4 separate regions of the Mus musculus genome follow, and all the other regions are linked to region 1. Evidence: chromatin contacts called from public Micro-C and promoter capture Hi-C data. All regions are on one chromosome and are shown on one strand. Each heading gives the region's core, a stretch centred on a gene start, on an enhancer-like site or on the middle of the called end of the contact. The rest is flanking DNA. Distances are from core to core; before and after follow the strand shown.

Region 1 (4,978 bases), core at 1,190-3,689:
ACATATCATGGCTATCTCAGGATAGGAGGAGGAGTCTAAAGCCGTGAAGTCGAGAAGAGCTGATTCCCCTCAAAGTCTCTTCATTTTGCTCCAAACCTCAGAATCCTTTACTGAGTCCCTCTTCTGTAGGCCCGTGGCCTTTCCCAAGACCACAGAACTGTGGTTCTCAGCCTTCCTAATGCTGAGACCCTTTAGTACAGTTCCTCATGTTGTGGTGACCCCCCCAGCCCCCCCCCACAGGCAACATAAAAATATTTTTGTTGCTACTTCATAACTGTAATTTTGTTACTATTATGGATCATAATGTAACTCTCTGACATGCAGGCCATCTGATATGCGACCCCTGTGAAAGGGTTGTTGGACAGTCCCTCCAAAGGGTTGAGGGTTGAGAATCACAGCTGGAGGAGGTGGAGATGAGAAGGGCAGCGCTTTGGGAGCCTTCAGTGTCTACAGCCTCTGTTATGCCACGATGAGAGACAGGGGCCCCCTGACAGGGAGCTACATTTGGTGTTCTTGCGGTTAGAGACAGACACGTGAGACATTTGGTGGCTTTCCTTTCTGACTCCTCTTAGTTGCTTAGAGCAGGGATCAGGATCAGGTGAGGAAACCCACAGGAGGGCTCTGGACCAGCAAACATTTACTAACTACTACTTTCCCTGCTACAAGAGAGCCATCCAGGAGGGGACTCGGGACTAGTAATGATGGGCAGGAAGGGATAGCGTGAGGAGCCAGCTCCCTTCCTCATAAGATCCTCATACTACTGCTCCATTGGAATTGGGGTGCCCAAGAGGTGCCAGCACCCACCCAGCTTCAGTACTGTGTGCAGAGGGATGGAGATAGTGGATTACACTGGGGGGGGGGGCAATAGGAAGATTGTTGAGTTCTCTTTCTCAGAAGTCCAGCAGATCTGGGTGAGGGCTGGGACTGGTTGGTCCCTCTCTTCCCACAGGTATCGGAGCCCCCTCTTGTTCCCAGGGGAGCCTAGGAGCAGCTGGGCCAAAGCCCAACCAGGAATTTTTCCAGGCTGGTTCCTATATCCAAGGGTGGGTTAGAGGTGGGGGTTTTGGAGAGCTCTTAAGGAAGACACTGAGGACATGGAGAAGGGGACTTAGTAGAAAGAGAGGGGACAGAGCCACACGGGCTAAGTGTGCAAGCATAGAGAAATAGCCAAGGGTTTTAGGGAGAATGGGAGGACAGAGTACACCCCTGAATTCTGTTTAGAAGATGAACCGTAAGCCTAGGCTAGAACTGAGGGAGCCTCTACTCCCACCCTTCCGAGGGTTGGCGGCAGCGCTGGGCAGCTGGCCTACCTACCTTTCTGAATGCTAGGGTAGGTTTGAATCACCATGCCGGCCTGGCCCGCTTCTGCCCCCATTGGCACCCTGGCTTCAGTTCCCTGGCAACATCTCTGTGTGTGTGTGTGTGTGTGTGTGAGAGAGAGAGATCAGGAGGAACAAGGGCCTCTGTCTGCCCAGCTGTCTCTCCTTCAGGGCTCTGCCAGACTACACAGTGCATACGTGGGTTTCCACAGGTCGTCTCACTCCCCGCCACTGACTAACTCCAGAACTCCACTTCCCGTTCTCAGTGCCACAAATTTGGTGCCAAATTCTCTCCAGAGAAGCCTCTCTGGAAACTTCCCAGAGGATCCCATTCACCCCAGGGCCCTAGCTCCTGATGACTGCAGATCAGACAAGGGCTCAGATAAGCATACTCCCCCCCCCCCGTAACCCCCTCCCCACATATAAACCTAGAGTTATGCTTCCGAGGTCAAACACGCAACTTTTTGGGTGTGTGTGTATGTCAGAAACACGCAATTATTTGGGAGCTCAAAGTCTGCCGCACTCAAGAATCAACTCTCACCCCCTTTCCAAGACCCGTGCCATTTGAGCAAGAGTTGGGGTGTGCATAATGTAGTCACTAGGGGGCGCTCGGCCATCACGGGGAGATCGTGAACTTGGGCGAGCCGAGTCTGCGTGAGGGAGGACGCGTGTGTCAATGTGAGTGCGTGCATGCATGTGTGTGTGTGTGTAGTGTGTTTGTGAGGTGGGGGAGAAAGCCAGGGGTCACTCTAGTTGTCCCTATCCTCATACGTCCCTGCCAGCTCTCCGCCTTCCAACCCCTACTTTCTCCTATATTCCTGGGAAAGGGAATTGTTCTTAGACCCTGTCCGCATATAACCTCACTCTCCTGTCTCCCCTGATTCCCAATACTCTGGGATTCCCAGTGTGTTCCTGAGCCCAGTTTGAAGGGGTGCACAGATAATTTTGAGGCCGTGGACCCTGGTAAGGGGTTTAGCTTTCCATTTCGCGGTAGTGGCCTAGGGGCTCCCCGAAAGGCGGTGCCTGGCTCCACCAGACCGCTCCCCGGGGCGGGTCTGGGCGGGGCTTGGGGGTGGAGCTAGATTTCCTCTTTTTCTTCCACCGCTGTTACCGGTGAGAAGCGCAGAGGCTTGGGGCAGCCGAGCTGCAGCGAGGCCGCGGCACTGGGGGCGAGCTGAGCGGCGGCAGCGGAGCTCTGTCGCGAGACGCAGCGACAAGGCAGACTATTCAGCGGACTCACCAGCCCGGGAGTCTGTGCTCTGGGATTTGATATTCAAACCTCTTAATTTTTTTTTCTTAAACTGTATTGTTTTACGCTTTAATTTATTTTTGCTTCCTATTCCCCTCTTAAATCGTGCCAACGGTTTGAGGAGGTTGGTTCTTCACTCCCTCAAATCACTTCGGATTGTGGAAATCAGCAGACGAAAGAGGTATCAAGAGCTCCAGAGAGAAGTCAAGGAAGAGAGAGAGAGACCGGTCAGAGAGAGCGCGCTGGCGAGCGAACAGAGAGAGGGACAGGGGCAAAGTGACTGACCTGCTTTTGGGGGTGACCGCCAGAGCGCGGCGTGAGCCCTCCCCCTTGGGATCTTGCATCGGACCAGTCGCGCTGACGGACAGACAGACAGACACCGCCCCCAGCCCCAGCGCCCACCTCCTCGCCGGCGGGCTGCCGACGGTGGACGCGGCGGCGAGCCGCGAGGAACCGAAGCCCGCGCCCGGAGGCGGGGTGGAGGGGGTCGGGGCTCGCGGGATTGCACGGAAACTTTTCGTCCAACTTCTGGGCTCTTCTCGCTCCGTAGTAGCCGTGGTCTGCGCCGCAGGAGACAAACCGATCGGAGCTGGGAGAAGTGCTAGCTCGGGCCTGGAGAAGCCGGGGCCCGAGAAGAGAGGGGAGGAAGAGAAGGAAGAGGAGAGGGGGCCGCAGTGGGCGCTCGGCTCTCAGGAGCCGAGCTCATGGACGGGTGAGGCGGCCGTGTGCGCAGACAGTGCTCCAGCCGCGCGCGCGCCCCAGGCCCCGGCCCGGGCCTCGGTTCCAGAAGGGAGAGGAGCCCGCCAAGGCGCGCAAGAGAGCGGGCTGCCTCGCAGTCCGAGCCGGAGAGGGAGCGCGAGCCGCGCCGGCCCCGGACGGGCCTCCGAAACCATGAACTTTCTGCTCTCTTGGGTGCACTGGACCCTGGCTTTACTGCTGTACCTCCACCATGCCAAGGTAAGCGGTCGTGCCCGTCTGCTGTCGCCGGGCCGTGGCGAGCGCCTCTCCCGCTTGGGGACGTGCGTGCGTGCGAGCGCGCGCGTGGGGGGCTTCGTGCCCCACGCGGGTCCTTGGGCACCGGGCGCGAGGCGTCCCCCTCTGTCGTCGTACGTGGAGGGGGAGGGGGTGCGCGCTAGGTGGGAGGGCGCCAGGATCGTCTCGCCGCCCACGCGGGCCCTGCCCACCCACCAGAGTCACCGCACGTACGATCTGGGCCGAGCAGCGGAGGGCGGGAGCCAGAGGAGGAGGCTGAGGGGGCTGGGCTTGTGCCGAGGCTGGCGGCAGAAGTTTGCTCCGGGTCGCGGGTCCCCGGAGAACTGGAAGTCCGGGCAAAGGGGGCGGGAGTCCGGAGCCCAGCGGGCATGCCTGGGGGTGCTCGGACCTTGGACCCGGGGAGGGCAGAGATCGTGGAGGGGGCAGGGCGCGGGCGACCGAGGGGGCTTTGCTGTCACTGCCGTTTGGGTCTCTGAGGCCCTTGCAGTGAGTTTGGGGAAAGTTTTAGGATGGATTGCTGCGGGGACCCTCTCCCACCGCTCTAGCTTGTTGGGCCACCTGCACCGCGCCACCCCCTCCCGTCCCCGCTCGCGTCCCGCGCGGTGCCCGCCCTCCCCCGCCTGGCCGGGCGCGCGCGGCGCAGAGCCGATTACATCAGCCCGGGCCTGGCCGGCCTCGTGTTCCCGGAGCCGCGGCTGCCGGAGCCCGGAGACCCGGGCGACGAGCGGCGCCCCTCCCCCCACCGGCCCTCCGCGAGGAAGGTGACCTCTGGAGGTATCCCCAGCTCCGGGACCCGGAGAAACTCCCATACCTCTTTCCTCCGTTCCCAACTTCTACCCGTGCCTCGCGCTAGGAAGAATTTCCCGACGCCCCTTCCCCCTTTTCCCCATTTCCTGCCTGGTGTAAAAAGAGAAGCCCTTCCCACCCTTTTATATTTTCCTTTTCTTTGCGAAGACTCATCGGACCTTTCCTGGACCCAGGGTCCAGGAAAAGGACGGTGACTGTCAGGCGTGGGGGTGCTGAGGCCCACCCTCGGGTTCTTTGTGGAAACGCTGACCTAAGTTTTGAGTTGGTGAAGGTGTGCTCCCTCCTCCCCTCACAGCTGTGCTTCAGGTTTTTTTTTTTTTTTGCGGGGGGGGGGGTGGATCAACGAAGGGTGGACTGACATCACCCCATTTCCCACCCCCACCCCCCCTTTGGAAACATGACTTGATATTTGCTCTGACAGGGGCAGCCTGGAACCAGCCCTTTCCCATACCTTTGGCAGGATCCCTTGTCAGTCAGTATCTCTCACACACTTTGTCCTGGCAAAGCCCGATGCCCAGAGAGCAGGTGGTTTAACTGCGAACTTGCCCACCCAACTTGCCTACCAAAGGGTCCTTTCATGCTTATTTCCACGAAGCTTCAGTTGTAGAGC
Region 2 (4,848 bases), core at 1,004-3,503, 1.3 Mb after region 1:
TTTGAAACATGGGCCGTTTCTCAGTTCTGTCAGTTTGTGGAAGTCCCTTGTTCTGTGGGTTTCCTGGGAGGAGAACAAAATACCCTCTCCCACTATCGACACTATCGATTTCTGGGGACTCTCTGCTCTTCTGCAGTTCCCAACACTTAAAATGAGGGGCAATGAAAGCAAGCCATCTCTGTGGGCTGTGCCACTAAAGAAAGCTGTCCCACTAAGGGCAGGAGGGGTAGGTATGTAATTGAGTCATGACGTCAGGTTATGAATTTGCGAGGATACAAGTTAGTTTGGGTGCAGTTTCTCTCTTAGATGGGTTAGGAAGCCTGGCTTCCTTTTCTAGGCTGGCGTCTATGGCTGGGGCGATTAGTGCAAGGGAGCGCACACACGCGGTGAGGCAGTATTCAGGCTTAGAGCTCTCCCCTGTGATCAAAAAGATATTTAAAGTAGCACCCTTAGGAGACAGCTCAGTAACTCGCTCCACCTGTAATGTATATCGGGAGTGAGCGCTAGGGACACAGAGGCCACCAGCTACGAGGAAGTCGGGTGGGAGATGTGGGCGCCACAGGTAGTGGCATAGAGGAGCGGGCAGTGGAAGAAGAGGGAGACTGAGTGGCTCAGGGAGGTGACTCAAGTCTGAGGGAGGACTGGTGGAAGAATCCGGAAAGAGAGCAAGAGACAAGGAAAGACCGACATGGGACGTGGGCGGCGGCGGCGGCGGCGGGGGGGGGGGGGGTTTGCATAGTTGTAAGTGGTGCAAGCAGAAAGGGGAGGCAGAAGCAGTGACTCAAAGGGGGAGGGCACAGGAGTGCTCCCCAGTATCATCCCTAGCCTGTGAGAGAGCAAGCAGTCACACTCAACTCTGTCCACTCCTCAACCCCCAGAGCGCCTCTCAGGCACAGGAGCACGGGTCCCCAGACCATCTGAGCACAGCGATCCACTTTTTGTATTTTCTAGTCTCGAGTTGCAAAGAGGCGCAAACAACCTCTTTTGCGCGCTCCGGGTACCTTTTCTGGGCCCTGCTGGGCGCGCGGGGAGGGAAGGTCAGAGAGTGGCAACTGCGCTAGGGAGGGTCATGACAGGTCCCTTGCTGAATTTGGAAGGCATTTGCACCCCAGCAGTAAAAGCCCCAAATTAATGGCTACGTGAAGAGCTTTAAATAAGACGGATGGTGAGAAATGTTACCCAGCTAGCCCTCTTCTTTAGTCCTCCTAGGGGACGACTCCCAATTTTTCATTGATTTCACCAAATCACAGTTGCGTCAACTACCTTGTTACGAATCGCCGGGGATTTTGGTAAAATGATTCTATTTGGAAGCGTTGGAAGTTTTAAAATAATAGGTTAGGCAAGACATATAACAGAACATCACGCTGAGAGGTGAGCCAGCCCGATATTGCTTCTGCCTGGTTCTTGGGGTGTATCAGCCTCCGGCGGATTTCCCGGCTTCTGTGGGCGCCGCCGCACGTTGTTTGATTTGTTTTGAAGGCTCAGAATTTGAGGCTGGTCGGAGACACCCACGTGCTTCTGATTCCCATCAGTATAATGATCGCCTCAGTTTGAGTCGTGTCTATATAAACCACAAAAACCTAATCATTAGAAATCCCAGCCTCCAAAAACCACATTTTAGGTAAAAAAACAAACAAAAAAAAAAAAAACAAACAAAAAAAAAACAAAACTGCTGCCGCTCCCCGCACTCCTTCATCTCTCAACCACAATCTTTTGGGGATTCCAAAATCGCCTCCCCCCATAACGCCGGGAAACAAAAACATAAATAAATAATTACTGAACTTTTTTTTAAACTTTTTATTTTTAACCCCCCAAAGTGGGGAGTGGCTAGAAAGACAGTTAGACACTAGACTTAGTCTGAGACGAAGACTACACTTAATAAAAGATTGGGAAATGAATGGATAACCGCTGTGTATTCCCCCTTTCCCAGCAAGCATTTTATCAACTTACAACTTATTTTAATTACCAAGCTGTCATTTTTTAGTTCTTTTTATTAAAAAAGCAACCCATCCTTATTCTCCAATAATGACAAGAAGGAATATATAAGAAAAGTGTCCAGACATCCGTTAGAGTTTCTAAAACTATTTTGACAAACACTCCTGTCACCCATTTTGGTGTCACCTAAGGGGGGGCACTCCCGAAGCCTGTAAAAACCTGCCCCCCGCCCCAACCAATGTGGGGTGGGGTTGGGGGCAGGGTGAAGAGTGCTCAGAAGTCAACGTGGAGACTTGAGAATTTCCCTTCCTCCTCTCCTGAAGTTAACAACGAAAAATTAACGCCAGTCGGAGCAGCCTGAGGCTCTCCCGCTTCTCAGCTTTAGCGTCGTCAGACCGAGAAGTGGTTCCCGGTCCTGAGGGTGAAGTGGGGAGCCGAGGACGCAGGCGGCGATGTCCTAGGCGGGGACCTCCTCCCTACAGCTTCGGGCGCCGAGCGAGCGCAGCGGCGCTTCTAGCGGCCGGCGGGCGGCGGCAGCGGCTGCGATCCGCAGGCTCCAGATCTGTCGCCCCGAGATCCGCTCTCCCCCCGCCCCCACTTACCTCCCGGCACCTTGAAACGCGAGGGGGGCCCGGGGCACTTTGCAAAGAGCAGGAGAGACGAGGCTGCGAGCTAGACGGCGGCGAAGGAGAGGGCGAGAGGAGAAGCCGGGGAAAGGAAGGACTCGGCGGCCGGAGGACTCGGAGCGCGCTGCCGGCGCGGGGAGCGCGCAGCGGCCTCGGAGGAGGAGGCGGAGGAGGCGGCGCGGGCAAGCGACGGCGCCGCGAGCTGGGCAGCCGCGCTCTGCTTGGCGGTGGCGGACAGCGAGGAGCCACACGCACCGCCGAGATGGACTGCTGAACCTGCGGGGCTCCACTACCGTACTGGAACCCGGAGCGGGGCGCCAGCGCACCCAGGACACGGTGCCCCAAGGGGCCCCTACTGCAAGCTGTTAACTTCAAGTCCCTTGCGGCGGCTGGGCCAAACACGCCCCCGCGTCCCGCTCGTTGCAGCCACCGCCAGGGACTCCCAAGCCTCCCGGTGGAGATCCGCGCCTCTCGGGTGTCCCCACCCGCTACCCCGACTCTGTCCGGTCTCCAGTCGCCGGCCCCCAGCAGACTCCGCCCGGCACACGGCTTCCTCGAACTTGATTTCTCACCTCCTCTGTCCCGTCACCTCCATCCTCTTTCCGCCCCCGTCTCGCCTCCACCCCCTCGATTTCCTCCTCCTCGCCCCCCATTTCCACCCTCCTCCCCCTCCCCCGGCCACTTCGCTAACTTGTGGCTGTTGTGATGCGTATTCCTGTAGATCCGAGCACCAGCCGGCGCTTCAGCCCCCCCTCCAGCAGCCTGCAGCCCGGCAAGATGAGCGACGTGAGCCCGGTGGTGGCTGCGCAGCAGCAGCAACAGCAGCAGCAGCAGCAGCAACAGCAGCAGCAACAACAGCAACAGCAACAACAGCAGCAGCAGCAGCAGCAGCAGGAGGCGGCCGCAGCAGCAGCGGCGGCAGCGGCGGCGGCAGCAGCGGCGGCGGCCGCAGTGCCCCGATTGAGGCCGCCGCACGACAACCGCACCATGGTGGAGATCATCGCGGACCACCCGGCCGAACTGGTCCGCACCGACAGTCCCAACTTCCTGTGCTCCGTGCTGCCCTCGCACTGGCGGTGCAACAAGACCCTGCCCGTGGCCTTCAAGGTAAGAGACTGGTCACCCCCAGATCCTGGCCCGGCCCCATGGAACCTTCCCGCCGTGGTCTCGGTGCCCATGGGTGTCCTCCAAGACTCCAGCCTTGGTGGCTCCACTCAGGGGACCGAGGTGGCTCTGATCTACATACCCCGCAGCGGCCACCGCGAGCAGATCCCCCTTCTCACCTGTGCGCCCACTACCATGTAAGCCTAGGTTCCCTTGCTTCTTCATCCTTCAGTCTTCCAGGCGCGGTTCTTGCCTCTTTCCCTGCTGTGAGACTCCTGGGCCCCCAGACGCCCCGAGGCGCCCACTGTGAGCTGCAAGCTTCCTCCCGCCCCCTTCTCCCGGGGTCTCCTCACTCCACACGGGCATCCCGGCCTCTCCTCTCCGGGATTCTGTGCGCTCCTTCCCGCTTTCCCCTTTGCAGACGCAGGCCTCTACCCCGAACTAGGTGTCCCTTTCCCGGATTGGTTGCCGTTTGGCACTCCCGGCTGCTCCCCGGCTTGGCCCGGTTGCCTGCAGGGTGCCAGCACCGGAGGGCGCTTGCGCCTGGGGCGAGATGAGGTGCCAATCGAGGAGCGTAGGTTGAGAGTGCTCAGTAAACTTGGGGATGGACGCGGGAGAGCGGGGACAGACGGGACATTCGCGCCCTCCTCGGCCGGCACTGGTTCCCGTTACTTGGAGGAAGGCGGGGCCGCCGGGGTTTCGGCTTCTATCAGGGCCAGGCAGGAGCAGGGAGTTGCGGGGGGTTCGGGGCTCTGCGCCCCCGAGTGCGGGAGTGATGAGCGTCGGGGAAGGGGAGCAAGGCTTAGGCTGCTTCCCCCCCCCCCCTCATTTTGCCTGGGAGGAAAAGGGAATCCTGTGGAGCAACTTCGGTTGGTCAGAATAAACAGAGGTGAAAACTTTATTTGCCTTGAAAGAGCCAGAACTCCCAGATGTCCCTTCTGCTTGGGGAAATCGATGGGTGATGGGTGGCTCCTGCCGGAGGCCTGGGCTCCAAGGTGCGTCCCCGTGGCCTCCTCTTCCAAGTCCCGTTAGCTTGCCAGCACCGATAGCGGTAGGAGTCACGCACAGCTGACAGCAGGTTGAAAGTGTGCGGGTCCCCAGGCCCTGGCCATATCTATGATGCAGTCTGGGGTTTGGTGGTGGTGCGGAGCACCCCTCCCACCCCCCATCCCCGGAAGAGACT
Region 3 (5,029 bases), core at 2,445-4,944, 1.9 Mb before region 1:
AACAAACAAACAAACAAACAAAAGAGAGGGAGGGAGGGAGGGAGGGAGGGAGGGAGGGAGGGAGGGAGGGAGGGAGGGAGGGAAAAAGATAAGGAAACCAGGTCTCACAAAAGAAAAACTAAGTGTTTAAGGAAAACACTTTGGGCACAAGTCAGTAAGCTTTGCACAAGTGTTCTTCACGCTCTCTGCCTTAGGAAGGCATCCTTTCAATCTTGTGACTGAAGGGAGGGAGGCTGAAAACTATCATCTGTCCAGGGCAAATGTCTGTAGGTGCCTAGGATGTCATTCAACCTAAGACTGCCTGACTCCACCCTCATGGTCCTGACTTTGGCCTCTGTCTTCCAGTCGGGCCTGCAGGTATGGGACTTGTGGGGAGGGGACCGCCTGGGCTTCTGCTCTTGCCTTGCATGCTGGGATAGGAGGAGTCACAGTGAGGCCCTTGGGGAACTTAGGATTTGTACTGGCTAGTTTTGTGTCAACTTGACACAGCTGGAGTTATCACAGAGAAAGGAGCTTCAGTTGAGGAAATGCCTCCATGAGATCCAACTGTAAGGCATTTTCTCAATTAGTGATCAAGGGGGAAAGGCCCCTTGTGGGTGGGACCATCTCTGGGCTGGTAGTCTTGGGTTCTATAAGAGAGCAGGCTGAGCAAGCCAGGGGAAGCAAGCCAGTAAAGAATATCCCTCCATGGCCTCTGCATCAGCTCCTGCTTCCTGACCTGCTTGAGTTCCAGTCCTGACTTCCTTTGGTGATGAACAGCAATGTGGAAAGTGTAAGCTGAATAAACCCTTTCCTCCCCAACTTGCTTCTTGGTCATGATATTTGTGCAGGAATAGAAACCCTGTCTAAGACAGGATTCCTGTGGGGGAACCCCTCCAAACTGACACAAACTGAGAGAAAGGACTCTGAACTGGCTACTGTGACCAAGACATTGTCTGTTCTGTTACCTTCTTTCAAGAGGTCTGTTTTCTCCCCTGAATTGCCTCAATTAGGACAAGATGGGGTCTTCTGACTCCCTTGGGCTTCCCACTCTGACTCGCAAATTCCACAGTCCCGCAGGGGACTGAGTAGGCCTGAGTAGAGGGGTAAACTGAAACGAAAGAAAAAAAAAAGCAAAAGTTATTTTCCCAGCATGCCCTGTGGGAGCAAGGAAGGAACTGTTGTGGCAAAGTAAGGGGGCAGAGTTCTGTGACGGCGCACACCTGCCTTCTCTGTCCTAGTCAGTCTCTCATTGCTACTTTCCCCTTAGCCCCTGTTGTAGACAAGATGGGAAGAAAACTTTGGAGCAGGGTCACTAGCCCAAGGGTCCCTGGTTGTCTGTACACCATGATGCCACTCAGCTGCCTCTCCACACAAGGCAATACAAAGACCCTCCGGTTCAAGAGCTCCAGAATAAAACCCTGTCCGAGACAAACTGCTCCGGTTGGAACTGCTCCATCCAGCTAGGGTGTAAACTTCGACATGGCAAGTGTCCTTTTGGCCTCAGTTTCCTCCTAGATAAAGCAGAGCTAACAAAAGATCTTCCCTGTGGAATAATCATGAAGATTCAAGAGCCAGCATACCTGCCAGGAGGTAAGATTGACATGGTAGCTACTATCTAGTCCTTGACTTTGGTTGTTTGTTTTGGATTAAAAGATGTTTTAAAAACAAAAAAAAAATAACAATTTATTTTATGTGTGTGCATGCATGCGCAGAAGTCAGATAATACTTTCTTTTTTTATTAAGAATTATTTATTTATTCTATGAGTCCACTGTTGCTGTCTTCAGACACACCAGAAGAGGGCATCGGATCCCATTACAGATGGTTGTGAGCCATGTGGTTGCTGGGAATTGAACTCAGGACCTCTGGAAGAGCAGCCAGTGCTCTTAACCGCCCAAGAGAATACTTTCAAGATGTGGGTCCCAGGGTCCAACTTTAGGGAATTGATAGGTGTCTCTATCCATTGAGCAATCTGACCAGCACTGGTTTGGATTTTTGAAACCGGGCCTCTTGTAGCCCAAGCTGGCCTGGAACCCCATCTGTCGTTAAAGATGACCTTGAACTGCTGAACCTTCTGCCCTTACCACCCAAGAGCTGGCCACTACACCTACTGTCATTTGAGTTTCATTTCTACTGGACCGGTCACCATGCAGTCCAAATAAAAGAGCTGGGCTGTGGGCGTGGCTAGGTGGGAGAGCTTGTGTTTAGCACTTCCGGAGGCGATTTGCTCAACGCATCCCGCAACGCAAATACCTAAACAAGCTGCACAGCAGCCCTATCCAGCTTGACATCTGTGTGTCTCCAAATTTCAGCAGGGTCTATGTTTGCCCTCTTTGTGTCTGTCCACTTGCGCAAACAGAGATGCTTCAGAGCTGGGTTGTAACTACCACCTTTCAGCTCCTGGCCCACGGAAAAGGGGCAGAATAGGTGAGCAGAAATTGCTTAAGCTGTTATCTCAGAAACCCGTTTTTGTTGTTGTTGTTGTGTTTTTTTTTTTTTTAAGAGTTTTCTCCAAAATATGTTATCCCCAGGAAACCAGGCCCAGTCCTTACCCAGTTCATCCTCCATGGGGTCTGCCTGCCCTTGGTCACCTGCCTCAAGGTAACCCGAAGCCAACAGGGTCTCCCAGAGTCACTGCCTTCCTGTGCTCAACCCATAACTTCTCTGGGCAGGGTGGGCCAAACACGGAGGGTCCCTGAGGCGTGCCCCTCACCTCTTCACACACCCGAAAGGGAAGATGTTTGGGTAGAGAGTGGGAGGATTTTTTTTCTCTCTCTCTCAGTTCTCCACCAGTCTGAGCCTGGCTCCTGCTACCCAATTTAGTCCTCCCCCTCGGAACCTGGGCCTTTCCGTGCCCGGACTTCCCCCTCCCAACCCAAACACACACCAGCGTCCCCAACCCCACCCCCACCCCCATCCTCACGGTCCCCCTGGGCACAAGCGGTATTCAGGGACGCCAAGTTTTGTTTACAATCTAATTTGTTCAGATAATTGCCTCGACTTTGCTCTGTGCTTGGCCCGCGTGGATCCAGCCTGAAGCCCTTTCTCCATCGGTTCTCACAGCACTTTATAGGAAATTCCCCTTTGCAGACCGAGGCGGCAGCGCGTGCGCGCCGGGATGGGAGAAAAGACTGTTCACAAAGCCCAGAAAGAGCCTCCCCAGCCCCAGCCCCCACACAGTGGGGAGTCAGAGGGAGGCGCGGCAGGGCCCGCGCTGGACGTCGGCTTCGGACTGGGGGGGGGGGGGTCCTGACCACTCCCCGCGCCAGGCGCAGCCCGCCCGAAACCAGTGAACCGTGTGCCAGCAGGACTTGGCCGTACCTCCAGGTTCCAGGAAAAGGCCAGAGTTAATAAAGCCTCCCATCGGATGGGTCCCCAGTCCACTGTGAAACTCTACGGCCTATCGACTTTGGCAGATCGGTAGCCCCACGTCCCCATTTTTTCCTTCCCCAAAGTTTGGTCCACGTGGTCCTCTTCGGCTTGCCGCTGGCCGCCTCTCAGGGGGAAAAGTGGCTGCACCTGCTTTAGGCGAATTATGGTAGCACTAGAAGTTAGTCTCCCCTCCCTCCGCCGCTCGCTCGTTCGCTCCCTCCTCCCTGTCGCTCGGCGCGCTCCCTCCTTCCCTCCACCCCTCCGGTCCCCCCGCCCGGTGTGCCCCGCCCGCGCGCCGATCGCTCGCAGCCACTCGCAGCCGGGGCTCAGTCGCAGCCCCTCGGAGTCCGGAGCCGGTCGCCCCTACGGACCGGACAGTGCCACCAGCTGCCGGGACGGAGCCCCCCAACACGCGATCAGGGCGCGGCGCAGGCGGCCGCGGCGCGGCGGGGAGGAGCCCGGGCCGGAACCAGGGCTGGGCCGGGGGCGGGGACGCCGGGGTCCCGGAGCCCCGGAGCCGGAGCGAGCTCAGGAGCGTCGCCGGAGCCCGGGGAAGGACGATCGGAAGCTGGAGAGAGCCAAGCCATCCTCCAAAGTGCGATGCCCCCAAGGGGCTAAGGCGCGCGGCGATCGGCGCTAGAAAGATCGCTTCGGAGCGCAGGGGCAGCCCCGGCGAGTGGCGGCGGGCCCGGGCTGCGACCCGAGCGAGCCCCATGCCCCGTGCGGGCTGACGGGCCGGAGCCCGCACTGAGCGGCCGGGCCGGACAGGTAGGTGGCCGATTCAGGGACCCCAGGGATCCGGGTGGGGGCTGGGCCGGGGACTCGTCCAACTCCCTAGCTCGCTCACTCTCTCGCCTGCTCCCCGGCTCACTTTGTGTTTGCAAACTGCCCGCCCGAGGCGCGTCGGCCGCCGGAGGAGCCCGGCCCCGGGCCGGAGCACTTTGTTCCAGCTGGGCCGGCCGCGGAGCACTGACCCTGGTGAGTTGAGAGACCCTGCCCCCGGCCCGGGCCCCCAGCCGATCGGAGCTGTCTGGGGAACAGGTGGGGGCTGAGGCGCGGGGCTGGGGGGCAGCGGGAAGCTGGCCGGGGCGGAGGGGGGGCGGCTTGGAGAAGCCACTGAGGCCCGCCCTGCCCCAAGAATCTGGGCTCCGCCCCCTCCTGGCCTCGCTGCTGGGAATGGGGTGTTAGGGGGCGCGACCCCCCCTCCCGGAGTGAGACAAAGAATACTTCCCGGCCCGGACTTTCCTGAGCCGGGAAGGGAAGTGGTGAACTGGGATCCCCCCAAGTCCAGTCTGCACGGGACTCCCCAGGACAAACAGAAAGACTTGAGTCTGTGTGTGTGTGTTGGTGTGTGTGTTGGGGGGGGCAACAATCTCAAACACCTCATCGCCTTGGTTTGTGGAGGTCACACTTCGAAAGTGCTGAGACTAGTCAACCTCCCCCCCCACTCCCGCATCTCTTAATCAGATCTGAGATAAAGCGGAAAACTTCTTGGGGACTTGAGAGAGACTGGTAATGGCCCCTGTGATTTATTTATTTATTTATTTATTTATTTATTTACGTGCGCCGGAGCTGATCGGTGGGGAACTAATCTAGTGGATACCCTCCTCATTCGGACAGAGCTCCTGCGGGGTAGTGTGAGGTTTGAGAGTGAGGGAATAAGGTAACGGAGAGTGG
Region 4 (5,065 bases), core at 1,025-3,524, 1.4 Mb before region 1:
TAATTCTAATTCTAATACTAATACTAATAATCGGGCTGCTGAAATGGCTCAGTGGTTAAGAGCACTGACTGCTCTTCCGGAGGTCATGAGTTCAAATCCCAGCAACCACATGGTGGATCACAACCATCCGTAATGAGAAACAAATAAAGAACTTATGGGGCTGGCGTGAATGGGCCCAGAGCAAGAGGGAGAAAGGGAAGGGGAAAAATTCAACATAACACAATACCATAAAAAGGACTGCAGGACACTGGCCCAGACAAACTCTTAAATGAGGCCCTTTTTCCCATATAATTCTTTTTTTTTTTAATTTTTTTATTTTATGTGTGCAACTGTTTTGCCGGCACACATGTGTACCACAAGAGTGCCTGGTACCTGTGGAGGTCAGAAGTGGGCTCTGAATGCCCTGGAACTGGATTACAGATGGTCATGAGCTATCATGTGAGTGCTGGCAGCAAGTGCTCTTAACCACTCAGCCATGCCGTCAGCCCCTGAATTAAAATACTTCTCTGAAGCAAAGCTCAAGTCTAAGAGATTTGAATACAGATTTTACGCCCTAGGATTAAGAGAGAAGCAAGCTACTTGGGAAGACAGTGAGAGACGCTGAGAACAGGGACCTGGGCTTCTCAAAGGCATTGCCATGAGTTAGGAATGGGGAGGTGGCTCCGTCCACTAGACGCTGGCCATGCCAGTGTGAAGACCTGAGTTCCTTCCCTAGCTCCTACATCAAAGGCTGGGTGTGGGGGTGCGGGGTGCAGGGCTGGAGGCTTAGCAGTTAGGGCAGGTGCTTAATTCTCTTCTCAGCACCTCTGCGGGCAGTTCATAACCACCTGTAAACCCCAGTTTCATGGGAACCACACTGCCCTCTTGTGGTCCCCTCAGGCACTGCATGCACATGCACACACCTATATATGATTTAAAATCATTGCAAACACTGTCTGTAGTGGCACCTACTTACTGTTTGTCTCTGTGCTGAGAGAATAGACACAGGAGGGGGTTGGAGCTCTAGGTAATGAGATGGTGTCACAGAAACAGGCTGGCTGCGCCCTAGGGACTGACACCTGAGGTCAATCTCTGGTCTCCGTATGCATACAAGTGTACCCCTCCATTCGTGAAGGATGCATGCTCTCTCTCTCTCTCTCTCTCTCTCTCTCTCTCTCTCTCTCTCTCTCACACACACACACACACACAATTATTATCTGTGCATTAAGTAATTCAGTGCCTTTTGGCTGCCGGTGCCACTGGAAGGCATTTGATTTGTGCAATTCCCCATGACTTAAAGCATGGAGGAGAAGGCTCAGTAGTTAATTAAGAGTACTTACTGGTCTATCTGAGGACTGGTGTTTGGAACCCACCCACCCTACATTGGGTAGCTTGAAAATATGTGTAACTAGCTCTGATGTATCTGATGCCCCCTTCTGGCCTCCATGGGTACCTATACAACTTCACAGACACACACACACACACACACACACACACACACACACACACACACACACACACACACTGTCAGCTATCCCTTCCATATATATTTTTTAAAAACTTGAAAGTGCTTTTGCAACTATCCACTCTCCTCCCAGGCAAGTGAAGCCCCTGCCAGCATCCCCCAGAGGGAAGAACGGAGCAGCCGCCATCTGAAGGATCCTGGCAAGGTGCTCTTGATCTGAGATAAGAGAGCTTTGGGATCTCTCTCTCCCTTGTACTGAGAGCAGCAGAGGTTCTATCGGGTTTGTAAAAGCATGTCCTTTTGCTGCAAAGCCTTGGCCTAAAAAGCCCAGAGAAAACCCAGACTGTGTGCCAGTGACCTTCGGCCCTCAGGAAGATGTGAGGAGCCAGTAAGAAGAAGGGAGGGACGAATGATGGAGGGCGGCGGGGAGGGTGGGGGCAGGAGGGATGGAGAGGAGGGCAGCTGAGCGGAACTGTAGTCTCACTGAACGGGTGGGTCACAGGTCCTCCCCTGCTGGGTTCCTTACCCCATTCTTGTCGAAGGCTCGGAACATGCTCTCTACATACTGGCTGGCCTCCTCATTGCCCGTGACCTTGAAGAAGCGCTTGAACTCGTGCATGAAGAGCGTCCCACTGGGACACTCCACGACAAACTTCTTGTACCACTCCTGCAACTCCGCCACATCCATCTCCCCGGCCGCCTCCGCCTCTTCCCAGCTCAGCTGCTGCCCCATCCCGGCTTTTAGAAAGAGACTCAGCCAGGCCCGCTACCTCCTCCAAGTCCTCCGCTGACCTTAGGCTCCTCTCTCCTTGGTCTGAGCAGCCCTTTCACTGTCTCGGGGAAACTGAACTTGATTGGTTGTGAAGGGACCTCCAGAAGGGAGGGGCAGACCCCGGGCAGCTTAGCGGTGTAAAGACCATTAGGAGATTCCTGGGGAGGTCTGACCTCCAGAAAGCTAAGCTTCCTCTGCCTCGCCCCTCCACAGGTCCAGTGAGAGGCAGGCTATGAGGGTAAGAGCCTGGGGGATGGGGTGGGGTGGGGGCAGGGCTCTTGGTCCACCAGTGTCTGCAGCTCCCTTACAGACCATGCCTGAATCTTGAAGGACAGATGCGTCTCTCCAGCCCTTCTCTCCGTGATTGCTCCCATCCACTCCTGAGCACTAACCCGCGGGCAGGACCCAGGAGAGTGGTCCACAGTGTCTGCAAGGGCTCTGATACTAAAGGCCACATGACCTTGCTTTAAGCAGCGGTTACACATTCACTAGGTTGACCAAGCACATAGTTATTACATGCTGAATCAAGTACATATTCATTGCTCATGACTATAATCCCAGCACTGGAGAAGCAGAAGGGTCTCGAGTTCAAAACCACTCTGGGTTGCCCTGTTGACACAGGGGGACACTCCCACTCCCACCGCATCAATAACAAAAACAACCAAAGTAGATATTTATGCTATCTTTTAGATTTCATTTTTTGAGACAGGTTCTCACGTTGCAGTTCTGGCTAGCCTTGAATTCACTATGTAGACCAGAAAGGCCTTGAACTCACAGAGATCTACCTGTCGTCTCTAACTCTCAAATGCTGGGTGCTGGGATTAAAGGTGTTTCCTACCATGCTTGGCTAGATCTTATTTTTATTTTATGTAAAGAAGTGTGTGTGTGTGTGTGTGTGTGTGTGTGTGTGTGTAGCATCACATGTGTGCAGTGCTCATAGAGGCCAGAAGAGGTTGTCAGGTCCCCCAGACTGGAGTTAATTCATTGTGAGTCACCATGTGGGTGCTGGAAACTGAATCTGGGTACTCTGCAAGAACAAGTGTTTTTTTAATTATTGAGCCATCTCTCCAACATTTGTGCTTATTTTATTTTTTTTAAAAATGTGTTTTTATTATTTTAAAAATGTATGTGTGTGTGTATGGTGAGGGTTGTGCTCATGAGAGTGCAGTGCCCACTGAGGCCAGAAGAGGGCGGTAGATCTCTTGGAGCTGGAGTCACAGGCAGTTGTGAACCACCTAACATGTGTGCTCATATCGGAACTCAGGTCCTCTACAAGAGCAGAACAAGCTCCTAACCACTGAGCAATACCTCCAGCCCATTAGAACCTATGTTGGTTTTTAAGCCGTGTGAAGTAGTGCACACTTGTGAGCCTGTCCTTGGGATGGATGCTCATTGTGGAATTGGCCTGACCTCATGGCTCAGTGATCTTTGTCACCTGACACCCTGATTCCTTTGAATCTCACCATTAGTCTCCAGGTAAGGCCTCTACCTCCACTGTCATCCTTTCCAGGACTAGACACGTTTTCTCCCATGTCCCACATTTCTCTGGGCCTGAGGTTTGGGCTGGTGCTTTCCTTGTGCCCCACTGTTGTCTGCAATGGCCCCTGTCCCTCCTCAAACCACCTGCCCCAAGGCTGGAGAAGATGGCTCAGTAGTTAAGAGTCCTTTCTACTCTTCTGAAGAGACTGAGTTGGGTTCCCATTAACCACACTGAACAGTTTACAACTAACTGCCTGTGATTCCAGTTTCAGGGGGCTCCAATGCCTCTTCTGGCTTCTGCAGGCACCTGATATACATACCATCAAACACACACACCTAAGTAAAAATGAGGAAGAATGTAAATGTCTGTCCCTTTGAAGCCATGCCTTGCTGTTTTACTTTTTTCCCTCTCTGTCCTTCAACAGGGATGTCCCTGACTCAGGCAGCATTCCCATGACTGCCAAGTGAATGACTGGCCCTGCCCATGCCAACTCATGGGCCCTTGGCTTCCTCGGTTGTTTTTTGTTTGCTTAGCTAATTCTTTTGGGTCTGTGTGAGTACAGGCACACATGTACACAGCGTGTGCACGTAGAGGTCAGAGGGCATTTGCAGGAGTTGTCTGCTCCCTTTACCTCGTTGACTTAGGGTCTCTCTTATTTCTGCTGTTCTGTTTCCTATCCCTGCAAATTTCTAGAAGACTCTCCTGTCTTCCCATCTCCTAGTGCCGGGAAAGCAGATACATACCACTGCAGCCAGCCTGAGCTCAGAACACCAGGTTTGTGCCAACCAGCCCTTTTGCCTACTGAGCCACCTTTCTGCCCTCTACCCACTTAGCTCTAAAGAGCGTGGCCACCTCCCCCATTCACCCATGGTCCCAACAGCAGCCATCTCTGGGAATTTGTTACTCATGGAACTTCTCAGGCGTCCACTCCCAGTAAGCTGGCTCAGGAAGCTCCGGTGGAGCCTAGCACTGTTCCAGAAAGGCCCGCAGGGCTCCCAAACACCCTGCAGTGTGAAAGCATGGGGCTCCCCCATGCTCCTTCGACTGTCTGTCTCGTGCCTCCTCTTCTTCACTCACTTACACTAATTCCATCAATCCAGTGATCCCCCAACCCATTGTGCTTGCAACCTGTCGCTCCGTGTGCTTCTCCTTTGTCATCTGGCTCATTTCCTTCTTCTGATGCAGGCTCAGCACTCCGGGTGCTTCTCCCCTGGGGCTCAGTCCTCTCTGTCTCTCTTTCTCTATGTAATCCTCACTTGGCCAGGTTGGCCTTCACTGAAGCTGTCTCCTCCCTGTGGGCTATACAACCCTCCACCCCCGAAGCAAGTGGGGTTGACTGGAGAGAGTAGAAGTCCTAAATTCAATTCCC

Evidence for each region. Promoter capture Hi-C pulls out the DNA fragments that hold promoters and counts their contacts. Hi-C and Micro-C count contacts between places; a contact is called where the count stands out from the background.
Region 2: a promoter capture Hi-C map of embryonic stem cells shows a contact between it and region 1, with 3 times the contacts expected there. The contact joins the promoter of Runx2 here to the promoter of Vegfa in region 1. A contact is called at or near these places in 1 of 39 promoter capture datasets (embryonic stem cells) and 1 of 115 datasets of contacts at active chromatin or transcription factors (pancreatic cancer cells).
Region 3: a contact with region 1 is called in a promoter capture Hi-C map of liver, with 2.2 times the contacts expected there. The contact joins the promoter of Foxp4 here to the promoter of Vegfa in region 1. A contact is called at or near these places in 2 of 39 promoter capture datasets (liver and pre-B cells) and 1 of 115 datasets of contacts at active chromatin or transcription factors (pancreatic cancer cells).
Region 4: a Micro-C map of embryonic stem cells shows a contact between it and region 1, with 5 times the contacts expected there. The contact joins the promoter of Guca1b here to the promoter of Vegfa in region 1.

The regions. Positions count from the first base shown.
Region 1 is chr17:46,029,838-46,034,815 of GRCm38.p6, reverse strand. Vegfa (vascular endothelial growth factor A) reads left to right here and starts at 2,439. Exons shown (of 7, transcript NM_009505.4): 1 at 2,439-3,525. The coding sequence starts at 2,926.
Region 2 is chr17:44,734,053-44,738,900 of GRCm38.p6, reverse strand. It overlaps Runx2 (runt related transcription factor 2), which reads left to right and starts at 2,253. Exons shown (of 7, transcript NM_001145920.2): 1 at 2,253-3,668. The coding sequence starts at 3,267. RefSeq lists a cis regulatory region at 1,354-1,362 and a promoter at 1-2,498.
Region 3 is chr17:47,923,297-47,928,325 of GRCm38.p6, reverse strand. It overlaps Foxp4 (forkhead box P4), which reads left to right and starts at 3,694. Exons shown (of 17, transcript NM_001110825.1): 1 at 3,694-4,120. It overlaps Gm46601 (a long non-coding RNA gene), which reads left to right and starts at 1,487. Exons shown (of 3, transcript XR_003952247.1): 1 at 1,487-1,572; 2 at 2,293-2,407; 3 at 2,512-2,852.
Region 4 is chr17:47,382,602-47,387,666 of GRCm38.p6, reverse strand. It overlaps Guca1b (guanylate cyclase activator 1B), which reads right to left and starts at 2,274. Exons shown (of 4, transcript NM_146079.1): 1 at 1,971-2,274. The coding sequence starts at 2,177.